2 separate regions of the Mustela erminea genome follow, and region 2 is linked to region 1. Evidence: chromatin contacts called from public Hi-C data. All regions are on one chromosome and are shown on one strand. The core of a region is the stretch at or near the end of the contact, and the rest is flanking DNA. Distances in the headings are between cores, read along the strand shown. Region 1 holds the start of ZSWIM6 (zinc finger SWIM domain-containing protein 6). Region 2 holds the start of SMIM15 (small integral membrane protein 15).

Region 1 (5,617 bases), core at 807-3,306:
TTCTCCTCCCATTTGCCTATAAAGCTGTTCTTCCAGTGTTTTGCCCAGGCCTTTACTCCAAAATGACCAGACGAATACACAGAAACATAATGTCATCAAAATCTTCCTAACAAGTAAGGTAGCGATTGAAAGTCTGCAAGCATGCCGTCCTGCGGCTTAGGGCTTCATAGTTAAGACCCAAGTTAAGAGTTAAGAGCCAAGACCTACAGATCCAGGTCTCCCAAGCCTTGGCCTTCCCTGGGCGATTTTCTTTAAAACTCAGAACCGCTCTATCCCCTTTAATTTCAATCCAGGCAACGAGGCAGGCAAGTGGGCACCACCAGCCAATAACCTGAAAAGACGGGAAAGTGTCAAAGGACAGACGGTTTATCTTTGACAATAGCGACCGTATCAGTAACGCGGTTTACAGTAAAAACAAGGTGGGGCGAAGAGTGAGGAAGGATGTTTCTAACGTGGTAATTAAGTCTGTGGCTAGGACACAGATTGGACCGAGCTCTGTGGCCTGCGAACAATGTCCGCAGGGTTCCCGGTTCAGCCCGGGACTCGCCGGTTAGCCTTCGCCAAGCGCCCTCGCACTAGCAAGCTGCGCTCTTCGCTCGCTCGCCCCCCCGCGCCCCCACGCCTCCTGTACCCGAGAGGAAGGGCCGTTCGGGAGCCACCAGCGCGGCGGAGAGCACTGCGCGCGTCCCGAGCGCCTGGGCTCCCCTCAGCCGGGCGTCTGGGGCCGTGGCGGGCCCGACCCAAATGCGTCCCGAGCGCGTTTGCAGCCGCCGACCGCCGCCGAGCGCCCGGCGTCTGCACCCGGCTGGGTTGTGAGCGCGCACCCGTGGGGTGTGTGTATGTGTGTGTATGAGCGCGCGCGCGCGCGCCCGTGGCGTGTGTACTCACAAAGGTGTGTTTGCTAAATCCACTGACCGGGTGCACCTTCCACCTTGAGCAGGAGCACGCGGGCCTGGAGCGGGGTCTCCGCGGCGCGGCGGCGGGGTGACTTGAGCCGGTTCAAGTTCCCTGCTCCGCGCCAGCGGGCGGGCCAGTTTCTTCGCCCGCCGTGCTGAGGGTGCGCTAGGGCGGGGAGGCCGCGGCCAGCTCCGGACGCGCGTCGTACGGCTGCGGGGCAGGTTCCGTGAAGTCTGAGCCTTTTGGTACACTTTGGCTGGCTCGGCCCCCACACAGGCCCCCGGAACAGAGCGGACACGGGAATCGGGGCTGGGTGCACTGCAGACACGCGGGACAGCGGAGCGGGCGCTCCTTTTGCCTACCCGGGTCTGCAAAAGTGAACTGGAAAACAACCGCCGAACACAGCCTCCTCCCTCTTGCTCCGCGCTTCAGTCCCGGCTGGGGTGGGGGTGGGGGGAGTTCCCCTAGGCGGACTCAAGGGGAAGCGGGCAGCCGGGCTGCCTCGGCCGCACCTCCTCCGCTTTCCTCTCCACCCCCGTCCCCCAGGTTCCACGCCGCATTTCTTTGTTTTGAAAGCGCCTCCTCCGCCCAGAGGCTTTTCCCCAGGCTGCCAGGCTCTGAAGGGGGGGGGGTGGGGCATTGGCTCGCGGGCCCCGCCCCCCATTTAGCCCGGACCCTTCCCCGGGTTCATCTCCCTCCATCTCCCCTTCCCTCCGCGTTTCGATCCACGAAGTCCGTCCTCACTTGCCGGACATCAAAGGGAAACACAGACTTGGAGGGGGAAGTTGAGTTGGCAGGGGGCACACAGACCCACCCACCTTAGGCCCGGCCCGGCAGCCCGTCCTCTCCCGCGGGAACCCCGCCTGAGCCCCGCCCCCCGCGTCACAGCGGCCTGACATTCTCACAACCCACCAAGCACCCAACCTCGCCGCCCCCGCTACCCCCGTGTCCGCGAAGTGCTCTATTTATGTTTCAGCTCAGCGATTTGCATAGTCCCCGCCCCTGGCCCTAGGTCCCCCTATCGGTGCCCCGCCTCAACCACGACGTCACGAAGGAGACCCCGCCTCTTGTGCCCGTACAAGGAGCGGCTGGCCCTAGATGGCAGCGTGGCGTCGCCGCGGCGTTTGCGTGTCGCGCTTCCTTGTGCCGTTTATAGGGTCCCGGCACTTCCGCTGTCGGGTTAGAAGCGGCGCGGTCATGGCGGAGCGCGGACAGCAGCCTCCTCCCGCGAAACGGCTCTGCTGCCGGCCGGGCGGCGGCGGCGGCGGCGGGGGCAGCAGTGGCGGTGGAGGAGCGGGTGGCGGCTATAGCTCTGCCTGTCGGCCCGGTCAGCGGGCGGGCAGTGCGGCTGCGGCGGCGTGCGGGGGCGGCGCGGCGCTGGGGCTGCTGCCGCCGGGCAAGACCCAGAGCCCGGAGTCGCTGCTGGACATCGCGGCGCGCAAGGTGGCGGAGAAGTGGCCGTTCCAGCGCGTGGAGGAGCGCTTCGAGCGCATCCCGGAGCCGGTTCAGCGCCGCATCGTTTACTGGTCCTTTCCCCGCAGCGAGCGGGAGATCTGCATGTATTCGTCCTTCAACACCGGCGGCGGCGCCGCGGGCGGCCCCGGCGACGACAGCGGCGGCCCCGGCAGCGCGGGCGGCGGCGCTGGCGGCGCGGGCGGCGGCGGCGGCTCCTCGTCCTCGCCGGCCGCCACCTCGGCCGCCGCCGCCGCTGCCGCCGCCGCCGCCGCCGCCGCCGGGGCCGGAGCCCCGTCGGTGGGTGCTGCCGGGGTGGCAGACGGCGGCGACGAGACACGGCTGCCCTTCCGCCGGGGCATCGCGCTGCTGGAGAGCGGCTGCGTCGACAACGTCCTGCAAGTCGGTGAGTCACGGGGCAGCCGCGGAGCCGTCTGTCCGTCCGTCCATCCGTCCATCCGTCCGTCAGTCCCTCGGGGAGGGGCGCCCGACCCCTCTCCTCCGGGCAGCCCCTCAGTCGGCCGCGCGTCCGCACCTCCGCCCGGTGCCCTCACCGGCCGGGACCGTCCTCCCGAGCGGAGCGCCCATTTCCTCCTCGCCCCTCCCTGCCTCCGTCTCCCCGGACGGGCCAGCGCGAGTGGGAAATGAATCAGCAGGACTCGCCCCGCGGCGGGTTGGCGGGGTGGGTTGTCGGATGCCCCCGGCCCGCTCCATACCCCGCCTTCCTCCCGGGGAGCACGTCCCGGAGGGCTGCTCGTCCTTTTGGGGGGGTGGCTGTGGACAAAGGCGCAGGCTGACGGCTGGGCTCCGGCCGGAGGGTGTGTGTGGCGGGGCCGTGCGGGGCGGGGGAGGGGGCGCGGGCCGCACAGACAATGCCGGCCGGAGGCGAGCCGGCGGCCGGGCCGCACTCTGCTCTCTCCCTGCCCTCTTCCCTTGTCTGCCGCTCGCTCCTCTTTCTTTCTCCTCTCTCCCCCTCCCCGCCCCCTCTATTGGAGGGGTGGGGACTACATTTTAATGCCACTCGGCTGCCGCTCTTCTCGGGGCTCCGACGGGCTGGCGGCCGCGGCGCTCACCGGGGTCGTTGCGGCGTCTGGTCTGGCCCGGGCGAGCTCCGCCGGCGGCCCCGGGATTTAAATGTCTGTTTTTTCCCCGCGCCTCCCCTGTCTAGGAGCAGCGCGGAAGGGAGGGGGCGGCGGGCCGGACCCCCTCTCAGAGACCTCTCTCCCCCCGAGGGCGTCCCCGCGTCGACCGGCGCGAGCCCGGGAAGGAGCGGCTGGCGCTTCCCTTTCCTGCCGGGTCTGGCGGTGCCCGGGGGGCGCCTGCCGCCGGAGTTTGGTTAGCGCTGTGTGGCGGGTGGCGGTGCGCGGGGCGAGCTGCGGAGCAGTTACGGGGTTTGCGCTCGCTGCCGGCGGCGGCAGGAGCGCGAGGCGGAGGGGCTCCGCGGCCGCGCAGTGTCCCTCCAGGCGCGGCCGCCTGGCAGCCGGGCGCGACCCCGCACTTTGTTCTCATTTTCAGGTTTATTTGTGCCCTTTTCAGTTTTCTGTCATCCTCCGAAAGGGAGGACCCAAACAAAAGAGTCTCTTTATTTCTTTTCAGAGCTTGTAAAGTAGAAGATGTTTGACAAAGGGGAGAGAAGGACTTGTGATTTAAAGCTGCACAGCCCTCCTTTCTCTGACAGACCATGAGAGTTTTCTCAAATACCGAGTTTAAAAGCTTTCCCTGTCGTCGCTCCCTATCCCCAGTGTTGTTGTTGTTGTTTTTTGGCCAGCTATCTTTTTCAACCGTAGGATGGGGATGTTTGGGCTGGACTGAAAAGAACAATGCTATTATGAAACTCCCTTCTTTCCGTATTTTTCTCTTGATTGTAAACGACATATTTTCTGTCCCCCCCCCCCTTCCGTATTGCTCTCTACTTTAAATAGTATTGCGGTGAGCATGGTGCCTAATGAATGAGGAGACGGTTGGAAGCATCCCTGTCTCTGATTTTTCATCTTTTCTTTCCGTAGTCCATTCTTTTTATCCTTCTCTTTGGGAGTCTAGTGGGGGTCTGGTTAGGGGCCCCAAAAGAGAATGAAGATTTCTTTAATCCTCTGTGGTTAATTTGAATTCTGGATCAATCTGCGAACGTGATTTTCTGTTTGGTCATTTATTTCCAAAGGCGGCCCCCAGTCTTTTCTAGGTTCTGTACCTTTTTCGTATTTCTAGAGGGGTTTTAACTTTTGAGGCTCTCCATTCTTCTTAAAAAAACAAAACTAAACTAATTAGCATTCTTTAAAGTTACACCTCTTTCCCCAACCCTCACGTCCCCCTTGTTTCCTGCTGGGTTGAAACGGATTGAAGCACATCCATGGTTTCTCAGTATAACCAAACTAGAGTTTGGGAATTTTTATGGCTTGGCTGGCAATGTTGAATTTTTTTTTCCCCCTTCTGTGCTTGACTCTGCTTGCAAGCAATGAGGAATGACAGGAGAGCACATAGGGAGGGTTTCTTGGCTGATTACATTTAAGCCAGGAATTCACTGTGAAAATAAAGCCAAGGGGCGATAAATAAAAGATGCAATCTTCTCTAGGAGACAGACACACAGCGTGGGCTTTGCCTGCTTTCATCAGTGAAGAGGCCTGGGTGAGTTGTAAAAGAAAATAGTAACTTTTTGAATAGTCCCCGAAGGGGGACTGAGGCCACTGAATGGAGTTGGCAGTGGCTGATGTGAAACAGTGTGATGGTTCTTGCATAGTTGGAATTGACCACCCTTTTGGAAACACTTACATACGTGCTAAACAAGTGCTGTACAAATTGTGGAAAATATTCTTTTTTCCCCTCTGAGTTTTGCCAGTTTCCTTAACTTCCAAGTTGTATTACTTGTTGTGCCAGTCAGCTTACTAGATGGAAGGCTGTTAAATGCTTGGCAGCTGGCACTGTGAGATAGAAAACTTTACGACCAGGATTTTTGTTGTGGAAGGGGAATGGAGAGAATGACTAGATTAACCATCTAATTTAGCTTTGGTTGGTGGGTTGAATTGGTATATTAACGCAAGAGGCTTATTTTATAATTTTTGCAAACTGAGGTAGAAGTTGTTCTAGCTTCAGAACCTGAAATGGGAAAGAACATGATACCATGATAGGACCATAAGCAGTGTTCTGTTATTGCAAAATTGCAAGTTTGTTTGTAGGTGAAGTATTTACTGACTTTTGTAGAGGTGACTGAATTATAGATGGAAGAGGTACAATCTAATTTTTGGACTTCATTTTATAGCCACACTTTCGAGAC
Region 2 (5,617 bases), core at 1,897-4,396, 160 kb before region 1:
TTCACCTCAGGACAGTTTTGATTTTTACATTCTCAATTCCCTTTGTCCTGAACAGGACCCTATTCTAAGCCATTATTTGAATAGAGTTCATAATGTATAGTCATTTTTCTCCACAGGCTGTTTTCATTTCAGAATATAAGCTGCAAAGTGGCAAATGACTAAGTCAATTATAAAGAATTTATAGCATAATAAATGCCAGTTTACAGTAACTGTCAACAGACTTCTACACCAAAATCTAAAAGTTGCTGCAGTAGAGGTCACAACTAACATGATTCTTACAGGTGCTCCAACTTTGTTTACAACAAATTACTGCTATAAAAACCAGAAAAGAAACCTTAGTGGGTCCTTTCAACACTGCATTAATTTTCCAAATTATGTTCTTCTGGTTCTATAGCCTGTTTGTTCATTCCTTCAATCCTTTTTTAGTCGTTTAGCTTTTGCAATATTTTCTTGACGTTTTTGTTTCTTCTTTTGCTCCTTTTCCCTGGCCTCAATCATCTTGGCCAATTTCCAGGACAGTACTGCACTTGCTAGAAACAATGGAGTAAGGGCCAGGATAACTGTTGTAAGGAAGCCATATGGGTCCTTTGCAGCCCATTCCACAACATACTCAGCCCAAGCCTTTATATCAAACATCTTTGTAGCCGTCTTTGGAAAAGAGAAGAGAGGGGCAACAAGAGAAAAGACTTCGTGATTAATCAAATTTTCAAAGAGTTACATCATACAACTATTTAACTCAGAATTGTTATTACTGATTAGCTTTTTGTTTTTAAAAACCATCAATTAGTACTATCTTAATATGGACTGTTACCTCCAGTTAAGAAGAAACAAACTAGGGTAACACTTAAAAGATTTTAAGGTATAGAAGTTAAAAGTAAAAACCATCTGGAATCTGTCACAGGGACTATGCATTCTTTGCAGTCAAGACAAATTTTATTTAGCACAGACTTTTGAAAGAATCTGGTCTTAAGCACTCATTCCAGGAAACAGCAGAATCCTGTTATTTTTTTGACACAGACTTAGTATTAAGTACTAATTAACCAAAGTATGATTCATCAAATTTGGTGTATGAAAAGGACAAGCCACAGAGTACATGAAATGCTTGGGGAAAGGAAGGTAATGGAGGGCTGTTTCTAAGAATGAAAAGGACGGGGAATGGGAAGCGTGGAAATATCCATATTCACATGCAAAGAGATACAAGCAAAAAATGACATGCTATTTTATGCCCTCTTTCGGCTCTGGAGACTCCTCCTTGAGGACATAATTTTTTTTTTTAAGATTTTATTTGTTTATTTGACAGAGATCACAAGTAGACAGAGAGGCAGGCAGAGAGAGAGAGAGAAGGAAGCAGGCTCCTGCTGAGCAGAAAGCCCGATGCGGGACTCAATCCCAGGACCCTGAAATCATGACCTGAGCTAAAGGCAGAGGCTTAACCCACTGAGCCACCCAGGCGCCCGAGGACATAATTTAATGACAAAATTACCATAACAGGTGCCATGCATTTTGTTCCACTGAGTTGGTATGGGAGGGCAATCTGATAAATAAGGACAGTATGGATCTGAGTGACATTTTCTATTTTGCCTCAGAGGCTTTTCAACCTTTCGTTTTGTGTCGACCTCTACTCAAAGGTGAAAATTAAGAATACTTGGGTAGGAATGGGTGTACATACAACCACAATTTCAGCTGGGATTTAAAGTCATCTACCTTATGCTTGAGTACTTCTTTCCAACTTTGTCCTGGGATTATTAATGGGCCAATTACAATTTCAGATGACCCTTGCTTGTTTGTCGTCTTCTTTTTTAGCTCTACCATACACTCGTGAGACAAGGTTTAAATTTTACATACTGGGTGGGTTGAAAAGAAAAGATAAAAGAAAAAAAGTTTAAGTCACAACTTTCAGGATAACTTTAAAACACTTTCAAAACTGTCTACTTGCAACCTATAAATGACATGTAAAACTGCCTGGCACATTATGGACATTTAATACCTATTTCTTCCTAATTTGAAGAAAGTCATTACTACAATTACAAAGGCACTCTAAGAAAATCCTATTGGAGTAATTACAAATATTTCACTAAGTTACTTCAAAAATAAAATTATGAAGCTCAAGGACATATAAAAAGACAATTCACTGATAAGTTACAGCAAATCCATTTCTAGATTTTTAACTTTTTATACTAAAAAAGTCGTTAACTTGTAAGGTTAGGTAATTAAAAATTCTACATCTCACTTAATTCTTTAAAGGATTTTTGGTCTCCCTATTACACAATTCGTGTTCTTTACAGAAAACCAGAACAATATATAGATCAGCCACAATCCCATTACCTCAAGGAAACTACCACTGGCTTTAATATCCTTCCACCGGTCTCTTTCTATTTTCAACTGAAAACACTGAAGTGCCGCTAGTATGTTGTTAGAGTCCAGCCTCCGCCCCCTGCCCTTGAATTCTTAGGCCCACACAGAGATCCCATCTGTTCCTTCAAGCCTCTCCAGCACGGTAATGAGTTAACTACGGCAATATGCAAAAAAGAGTAACGCGGGAGTGAAGGACCTGGTTTGCGGCTAAGTTTTAGCCGTTAACACAGAAAAGTTATCGTCCACAGGCCACAAAGCTCCCGTGCACTTCAATTTCGGACCCAAACGCACGTGTCTCCACACTCGGAGGAATCAGTTATCACTCTTCTTTCCGTAAAGGGTGGACCGCGCTTGATCTCCAAACCAGACCTGCCCGGCGCCTGAAGCTGCCCCGGAGAGTACTTCACCGCGATCCGCACGTCCCGGACATCCCTGCTTCGCGCTTGCTCATTCCTGCTTTACTATCCCATCCGGCCGCCTGCCCAGGGGCCACGTTGAAGCACCCCTCGGCCTCAGCGGGCAATAGCCCGAGGTGCGGGGCTCGGAAAGCGGGTGGTTTCCAGGAATCCGGACTTGGGCCCGCCCCAGCCCAGTCCGCCGGCGCCGTGGCCACTTCCTCCGGGAACGCGGGCAGAAGTGTCACCAGCAGCCCACCCTACACCACGGCCGGGCCCCTGGGTTCAGACCCCTACTCCCAACTCACCTCCAGGCCGGAAGCAGGAAGGCGGAAGCCGCGGCTTTCCCGTCCCGCCCACAGGCCGGCCTCAGCCCCGAGTGGGCCTGAGGAAGTCGAGGGGCCAGTTTCCGGCTGCGCCATTGCTGAGCGGGTCCCGGGACCTGGGCTTCGGGGACTCGCGGGGGCGGGGGGGGGCGGGGAGGACGGGGGAGGGCGGCGCCCGGCTACCCGGGGAGCGGCAGGTGAGGCCACGCCGGGCGTGTGGCGGCGCCCCGTCTGGCCTCTGGCGGGGAGCCCGAGACCGTCGCCTGCTGCCGGGACGAAGGGGCCAGCGAAGGAGGCGTGGGTGGACTCAGTTTCCAGGAGGCAGTCCGGCTTCCTGCCGGCCTTCTGCCCCAGATGTCAGCCGGGAGACAGCTCCTTGCCCTGCCCTGCTGGAACCAGACCGTTGATGGCGGGCCCGGGTGGGTGATGTATGTAGCCCCTGGAAACAGACTGAAGAGCGGCGGCAAGAAAGGAGTTGGTCTCCGCAAACCGCCTGAAGTCAAGGTGAGGGTCCCAGAGAGACTGTTGAAGGACCTGGCGAGTTCCTCCTCCCGGTTCACACTCCACCCTTTGCCCCTCTTCATCTTCTGGTTGGACAATAGTTAAAGCGTCACGTACTGCCCACAGTGAAGCAGCTGGACCATGGTGGCTCCACCGAACCTTATTACTAAGGAAAAAATGCAACCGTTCTGGGTGAAGAGGGGATTTTTGCTGTTTGTTTTTAGTTTGAGAACCTAACTCATTTCACACACACACACACACACACACACACACACACACACACGAAATGAACCGTACTTGCCCAAAGTACTCGATAAATAAACTGGGCATAGAATTCCCAGAGATACTTGTTCTTTCAGTACACAAAGGGCTGCAAAAGTCAACAAGCAGAAAGAATGAGCTTAATATTGTCTTCTAATCTGCAGGAACTGAGAGATTAACTCTGGTTTGGTTGGTGACCAAATTTTATGACTGCTTGCACCAAACTGCTCTGTTCGACTACCTCCGAGAATGTTGCAAGACCTCTTCACTTTTGTGTGCCAAATACAGCAGGTTTTTATTCTTGAGAGACTATAGAATGTTCTCTTTGAGGAGCAAGCTGTGACATGCATAACTAGTTTAGATATAACAACAGTAACTACTATTTACCAGGGAACAGGCTTTTGGCAAATAATCTAGTGATCAAAAATACTGTTCGTTGGGCATATGTTAATGTTTGTATGTTGTATTAGCAGCAGTTGTTTTCTTACTCATTCTTGTTTGAAAACTTGGATGATGGTTTCAGAGCTTGTGCTGCTTGGACCTAACCTGTACTTGTAGTAGCCAGAAAAAGCAGACTTGGTCACTGGATTGTGTATACCGAAAACTTCACTTGCTAGAGGGAACTATGTGAGCTCTAAAAAACTGGTTCAAATAGTAACTGCAGGAGGGGGTCAGGATGTATTTTAACATCCTTCTCTCCAGAGGCCAAGGTGTGTGTGTGTTTTGATTTAATTATGGATACACAACATACCCAATTACTGCCTTCCCCGTAGTTTACTCTGCTGCTTCCCTTGTTAAATGCACTGGAGACGTGAGCTGCAAAAAAGGGTGCATAAGAAAGAAGCTTCTGTAGCTCTTTGGCTATAGTCTCGACCCTGCCTTCACAGCCTAATACTACTGACCTAGTTTTCAGTTCCAGAACAGATTGCAAGTCCAGGAGTAATAGGGGTTGCCACAGCTGAGCCCCTTCATGCAACCTGCATTGCCTTCATGAAAGATGGTATCAAGATTGGTTCAGATACTGTGCACTATATTCTGTAGTGAGGAGTCTTGTGAATTGTGAAACTGCTGATGTGTATACACTGTAAGTCACTCTGAGCCTGTTTCCTCTTTATGTGTAACGTACACTAGGTCATCTCTGGTGTTCTTTCAGCTTTAAGGTTTTGTCAGTTGGACTGGGCTTGGCCATTTTTCTAACTTATGCTTCGTAAGTGGCAGCAGAACAAGGAATTTAGTGGAAACATATCCAATTTTCTTAAGGTCTTACTCTTTATTTGAAAAGATCCTCAATTGGATTTTATTCTTTCACAAATGCCTTTAAGAATGCCAACTTAGAATAACAAGAAAATAAGCTCTGCTTGTGTTTATTTTTAAGAAATCTTACCCATGTAACTTGAGCCAAATTAACAAAGCTTTTAACTATTAAGGATTTGTCTTTGCATAATTCCTGTGTAGTGTGTTGTGCCTCCCACCCCATCACACTAGTTATCTTGAAAAAAAGAACATTACAAAATTTTAACCGTTTTTTTTTTTCCTCTTGAGAAGGTAAACCCTACTCTGTCATTTGTTTAAAAAGTCTTTTTTTTTTTTTTTTTTTGGTGGCAATGCTGGGGACCGAGTAAAAAGTATTTTTCTTTTGGTGGTACAAAGTTGCATTTCCCCTTGACTTGTGTCAAAATTGTGAGTGAAAAAAAAAATCATGAATGAGTAAAACCTGAATAAGATTCTATTATAAAAACCTAAACTTGACTAAAGGTCTTGAGAACTTTCCTACTTGCT

Evidence for each region. Hi-C and Micro-C count contacts between places; a contact is called where the count stands out from the background.
Region 2: a contact with region 1 is called in a Hi-C map of fibroblasts, with 2.2 times the contacts expected there. The contact joins the promoter of SMIM15 here to the promoter of ZSWIM6 in region 1. A contact is called at or near these places in 2 of 3 Hi-C or Micro-C datasets (fibroblasts and spleen).

Annotation. Positions count from the first base shown.
Region 1 is chr3:74,278,198-74,283,814 of mMusErm1.Pri, reverse strand. It overlaps ZSWIM6 (zinc finger SWIM domain-containing protein 6), which reads left to right and starts at 2,056. Exons shown (of 14, transcript XM_032336162.1): 1 at 2,056-2,755. The coding sequence starts at 2,095.
Region 2 is chr3:74,435,580-74,441,196 of mMusErm1.Pri, reverse strand. SMIM15 (small integral membrane protein 15) reads right to left here and starts at 3,146. Exons shown (of 3, transcript XM_032336166.1): 1 at 3,059-3,146; 2 at 1,705-1,844; 3 at 1-648. The coding sequence starts at 1,812. The coding sequence ends at 412.